Regions from separate parts of the Mus musculus genome. Here region 2 is linked to region 1. The links are chromatin contacts, called in public promoter capture Hi-C maps. All regions are on one chromosome and are shown on one strand. Each heading gives the region's core, a stretch centred on a gene start, on an enhancer-like site or on the middle of the called end of the contact. The rest is flanking DNA. Distances are from core to core; before and after follow the strand shown. Region 1 overlaps Oser1 (oxidative stress responsive serine rich 1). Region 2 overlaps Tomm34 (translocase of outer mitochondrial membrane 34).

Region 1 (2,700 bases), core at 105-2,604:
ACTGACTCATTACGCTTTACTAGGAGTTTAGCATGATCCTGTTAAACAGGTTTTGATTTTCAGTGGTATTTGTCTTATCAGAACAAATGTCTTTGTATTATAAATCAATAAACCTTTTAATTTGACTATAAAATATTTTAGGAAAAATAAAAGGCTAAGAATAAGAAGAGTCACAATTTACTTTTTTCTTTTTTTTTTTTTTTTTTTTTTTTTTTTGTTGTTGTTGTTTTTCGAGACAAGGTTCTCTGTGTAGCCCTGGCTGTCCTGGAACTCACTCTGTAGACCAGATTTAGAGATCTGCCTGCCCCTGCCTCCCAAGTGCTGGGATTAAAGGTGTGTGCCACCATGCCCGGCTTTGATGTTTTTCTGAGGTATGGACAAGGTCTTTCGGTTTAGCCAGGCTGATTCCAGGCTTGTGATCCTCCTCAGCCTCCTGAGTGCTGGGATTGAGGGTATAGTGTTTTAGATCATGCTGTGCACTGGCATTTACCATAGTGTCTCTTACGATAATTCAAACGTACTCTCATGTCATTAAAAGTTCTTTGTGCTTATACTTTTAGGACAGGGTCTTACTAGGTAGCCCAGGCTGGCCTGCACCTTTCTGTAGTATGTAGCCCAGATTGGACTTAACTTACTGCAGTCCTTCTGCCACTCTTCTAGAATTACAATCAGGCACTACCATGTTTGGATGTGTGTGCGCGTGGGCTTGCGTGCGAGTGTGTGTGTGTGTGTGTGTGTGTGTTTGTAGACAAGACAACTTGGACTGCTATTCCATGGGTGCTATCCATCTGTTTTTTGTTTGTTTTTTAAAGACAAACTGTCTCACTAGCCTGGAGCTTGCCAAGTAGGCTAGGTTGGCCAACCAGTGAGTCCCTGGATCCTATCTTTCCCCCAACCAGCTCTGTGATTATAAGCACACACAACTACACTTGGCTTTTTAATTTTAATTTTGGGGTTCAAACTCAGATTCTTGTGTTATATATATTTTGAAAGGACTTCTATCAAAATGCTAAGGTTGATAGTCTTGATACAGATGGTTCTCATTTACATTTTTAAGAAAATGTTCTTAGCTGGGAACCCATATTCCTTTTGTACACTTTTAGAGTAAAGCTGTAACAGAGTAACAGCAGTTCAGATTTGCTAGTTGTAAGAATAGGAACATCTTTCTCAAAGTTGTAAAATACTCAGAAACGCCATTCTTTGCTAGTTGAATTGACTCTTAACGATAGGCTCCTAAACTTAGTTCCTATGTCTGTGGTTTCGTAGGTGAAAGAACATCGGTGTCATTAGCATTCTCTCTGAACATAGAAGGCTTGATCTGCCCCAGATAAACAGACTGAAGCTCTATTTATAGCTCACTGCTGGTTGCACTGCTGGTTGCTCTGGCTTATGATCTTGCAATCAAAGGTTTTTAGGGATCTTTCCAGTTTGGTTTTGGAGGAAATTTCACATTAAAAGCTTAATTTTTCTATTTGTTTTCTTATTTATTGACTGATTAGTTTTTGAGATAGGATTTCCCTGTGTAACTGTTTCCCCTACCCAGCTTTGATTACAAGCATTTACCATAGTGTCTCTTATAATAATCCAAACATGTGGTTTCTCTGTTTTCCTGGAACTTGCCTTGTAGATCAGGGTGGCCTTGAATTCACAGATCCACCTGCCTCTGCCTCTGCCTCCTGAGTGCTGGGATTAAAGATGTGTGCCACCATGCCCAGATCAAAGCTAAATTTTGAGAAGTGTAAACTAGAAAGAAAAGGTGTCATTCAAAGTTGTATTGGGGTTAGTGAGGGTGGAAAGTTGTCCTCGTGATGTAGCTTTTCATCATAGTAAACTTTGTTCTTGTCCTCAGGTCCATCATATCTCTGTCTGTTGGAGAAGGCCCAAGTGTCAGAGCATCAGCCAGAACAGCAGCCGATGATACCAAACCGAAAACCATGTGTGCATCTAAAGACAGTTGGCATGGGTAAGAGTGCCCCCCTTCCCTTTAATTATGATTATTTATTTGGGGTGTGGTACCTTCCAGGGAGTGTGTATGGAAATCAAAGGACAACTTTTGAGACTTAGTTCTCCACCGCATATGTTTCAGGGATCAAACTCTGGTTGTCAGGCTTAGCATAAGGACTTTTTTTTTTTGGTATATGCATGTGCCTGTGCAGTGTTGGAATCCCTGGAACTGGATTTACAAGGAAGATGTGAGCCATTTGGGTTCTCTGTAAGAAAAGCAAATGCTCTTAACCACAGAGCCAGCTCAGGCCCCACTCCTTAAAGACTTTCGTCTTGTTTGTCTCATTTATTTTCTGATGTGAAGAGATGCCATGGTCAAGGCAGCTGATAGAAGAACGAGTTTTGGGCCTCACAGTTTCAGAGGTTGGAGTCCTTACCCATCGTGGCAGGGAGCGTAGTAAGTAGGCCGGCAGGTGGACATAGTTCTGGAGTGGTAGCTGAGAGCTCACTTCTGGATACACAGCTGTGAGGAAGAGAGACAGTGGCAGTGGTGTGGACTTTTGAAACCTTAGAGCCCTCCTCCAGTGACACACCTCTGACAAGATCATACCTTGTAATCATTTCAGACAGTTCCACCAACAGGGGGCCAAGTATTCAAACATAGGAGCCTATGGGGGCCATTCTTAAACTACCACATTGAGTAATTTAGGATTGGGTTTTCTTTCCCAAGTTTCCTGAAGAGAGTATGCTGTGATC
Region 2 (2,700 bases), core at 179-2,678, 640 kb before region 1:
CTCATCCCTCCACCCTCTGGATTCTCCTATCCCGTGCTCAGCATAGGCTCCGTCTTGTTGTTGCTGTGCTCCAGAGTGATTGCTTCCATCTTCACACTCTACCCCGAGATGCCAGCAGTGTTAACTAGTAGTTAATACGCATGCATTTGCTTTTTTCCGTCTGTTGAGGGAAGGTTTTGGGAAAGTTTTCTTTGCTTAGAGAACCTGATGCAGAATGATGAGTGGTGGTATTGTGCAGGGTCAGGCTCTAGGTGTGTGCAGACTGGCACAGAGACAACTGTGGAAAGTTTCTCATAGCCTTTGCATCTGCGGGAAAAGGTAGGGAACTGGAGAAATGGCTCGTCAGTTAACAGGACTGGCTGCTCCAGGGAACTGGTTCCAGTTCTCAGTACTACAGGGTGGCTCAGAGCCACCTCCACCTCCAGAGGTTCCAACACCTGTCCTCCACGGGCACCAGAACATGCGCACAAACATAAAGTGTCAAGAGGTGGGGAGAACTGAGACGATTGAAGGTAGAGCTACAGCACTGAGCAGGTGTTTAGCAAACCAGGTCATTCCCCAGCTGCCTCAGGCTTGCTGTGTGTGGGGGAGGGTTGGGGGGGAGTCCACAAGTGACTGAACTTCTGCGATGGCCTTTCTGCATCAGAGCGCTCTGTCACCTGGTCCTGAAGCAGTACAAGGAGGCAGTAAAGGACTGCACAGAAGCCCTCAAGCTGGATGGGAAGAATGTAAAGGCGTTTTACAGACGGGCTCAAGCCTACAAGGCACTCAAGGTAAAGATTCCCCCGCAGACACCCAGGCCTAGCTAGAGCTTTCTGCGGGTGCTGACTCCAGTGTTCCTTCTCCCAAGCCCTGGAAAAGCTCCATGATCTTGCATCAGCAGCTGTCATCTGTCTGTCCATCCATTCCCCACCCCCGTTTTTGTGTCCTCTAGGTCCCCTCCCCAACTCTCTTTCTCTTTTATAGGACTATAAGTCAAGCCTTTCGGATATCAGCAGCCTCCTACAAATTGAACCCAGGAATGGCCCTGCACAGAAGTTACGGCAGGAAGTTAACCAGAACATGAACTAAACCGTAGAGGGCAACAGGGACCCTGAACTTGACCTTCCCAGAGAAGCCAGGGCCTCCCTTGCATCTGCCCCAATGCCCAGCATGCCGCCAAGGGAGTGCAAAATCAACCCCACTTTGACTCCTTGGAGAGGTAGCAGCCTTTCACCTGACACATTTTACTTGTTCAGATTAAGTCCATTACAGACAAGCACAGGACTCTTTTTTTTTTTCTTCTTTTTTTTTTCCAGAAAGGTCCCCACTAGAGGTTTTTGTTTTGTTTTATTTTTAATTTAAAAAAGCGTGACGCCAACAGCCCTGGCCTCATTCGCTTGCTTCTGCCTGGCCCTTGTCAACACAGTCCTTGGCAACTGTCCCTGACCCAGATATGCACAGACTGGGTGCCTGTGACTTCCTCTGCCGCCATAGCTCTGCAGTTCACCTGAGTGCTGACAGGCTAGAAGTGCTTGCTCGTCCGCAGCCACAGCGGCCTGTTGAGCTGGTTCTCCAAGGCTGCCTGCCATCTCCTCGAGGAGACAGCTGCTGTCTGCACCCTGTCCTTGACACAGTGTCCTGTGTTGAGCCCCAGTGCCTTTAGTCCAGGCCCTTTGTGGGAAGGCAGAGCCTAACCCTTGGAGGCTCTGTGTTGTTGCCTTCTGTCTGAGCTACCTACGATGTTCAAAGAGCCCAGATTCCTCCTGCAATGGGGAGAGAGGCCTCCTTGAGATTAGTGTCCCTCCAGTCTGAGCAGGAACTTAACCTTTTCCCCCATAGCAGCAGCCCCTCGGGCTCCTTTGTTTTGTTTTGTTTTGTTAATATGTTGGAGTTAATTGAACTGATTTTATTGAAGTGTGTGTTGCTGTTGCATTAAAAGGTTTTCTTCTATACAGCTGGCTCTGACGCATTTGTTTATGCCTTCTCGGGTTTGCTCCTGCAACTTGGTCATGGTAACAACTGACTATAACACACAAGACAGGAAGCAAAGGCAAGCTAAATCTTATACATACTTTCTTGTACTACTGATTTTCAACCCTGTAAAAGAAGTGTTAAAATTTTAAATATTTCCTGAATAAGATTTGGGATGATCAAAAAAAAAAAAAAAAAAAAAAAAAGCCGGGCATGGTGGTGCACACCTTTAATCCCAGCACTTGGGAGGCAGAGGCAGGCGGATTTCTGAGTTCGAGGCCAGCCTGGTCTACAAAGTGAGTTCTAGGACAGCCAGGGCTATACAGAGAAACCCTGTCTCGGAAAAAAAAAAAAAAAAAAAAAAAGATATGGAATGATCTATGAAAGAAAAAGCTACTGGTTCTTAGACATTGATCTATTTATTAAATGAACTTTTAGAACAACCCAAGCATTGCGTATAGTCCAAGGGAAGTGGGATGACTATATCCAGTCCCTGCTCTCTGAAAAATGGCCCTGTGAAGACAAGAAGTTGATCAGATAGTTAAGGGTAAAGCGGCTGCTTTAGGCATAATGAAGGGATAATTAGCAGCCAGGTGTCTTGTCTGCCTCCATGAAGTTTGCACAATAGAAGGGTGAAAGTCCCCTGGAAAGGGGAGTTTGAACTGAATTCAGAAGAGACTCCTAAGAGTTGGGGGTGTAGCTCAGTGGTAGAGCATTTGCCTAGCATACACAAAGCCCTGGGTTCAA

The links. Capture Hi-C pulls out chosen DNA fragments and counts their contacts.
Region 2: a contact with region 1 is called in a promoter capture Hi-C map of pancreatic islet. The contact joins two enhancer-like sites. A contact is called at or near these places in 2 of 9 other capture datasets (adipose tissue and pancreatic islet).

What each region holds. Positions count from the first base shown.
Region 1 is chr2:163,410,660-163,413,359 of GRCm38.p6, reverse strand. It overlaps Oser1 (oxidative stress responsive serine rich 1), which reads left to right. Exons shown (of 4, transcript NM_025699.2): 3 at 1,850-1,963. Among named protein-coding and RNA genes, the nearest start is that of Oser1, 7.5 kb to the left of the region's middle. Within about 2 kb of position 1,354, at least 66 of the 459 cell types and tissues checked have an H3K27ac peak or open chromatin away from gene starts, as enhancers often do. A contact at or near this core is called in pancreatic islet, where this site is marked.
Region 2 is chr2:164,052,774-164,055,473 of GRCm38.p6, reverse strand. It overlaps Tomm34 (translocase of outer mitochondrial membrane 34), which reads left to right. Exons shown (of 7, transcript NM_001291155.1): 6 at 647-773; 7 at 967-1,934. The coding sequence ends at 1,071. Among named protein-coding and RNA genes, the nearest start is that of Tomm34, 17 kb to the left of the region's middle. Within about 2 kb of position 1,428, at least 30 of the 459 cell types and tissues checked have an H3K27ac peak or open chromatin away from gene starts, as enhancers often do. A contact at or near this core is called in pancreatic islet, where this site is marked.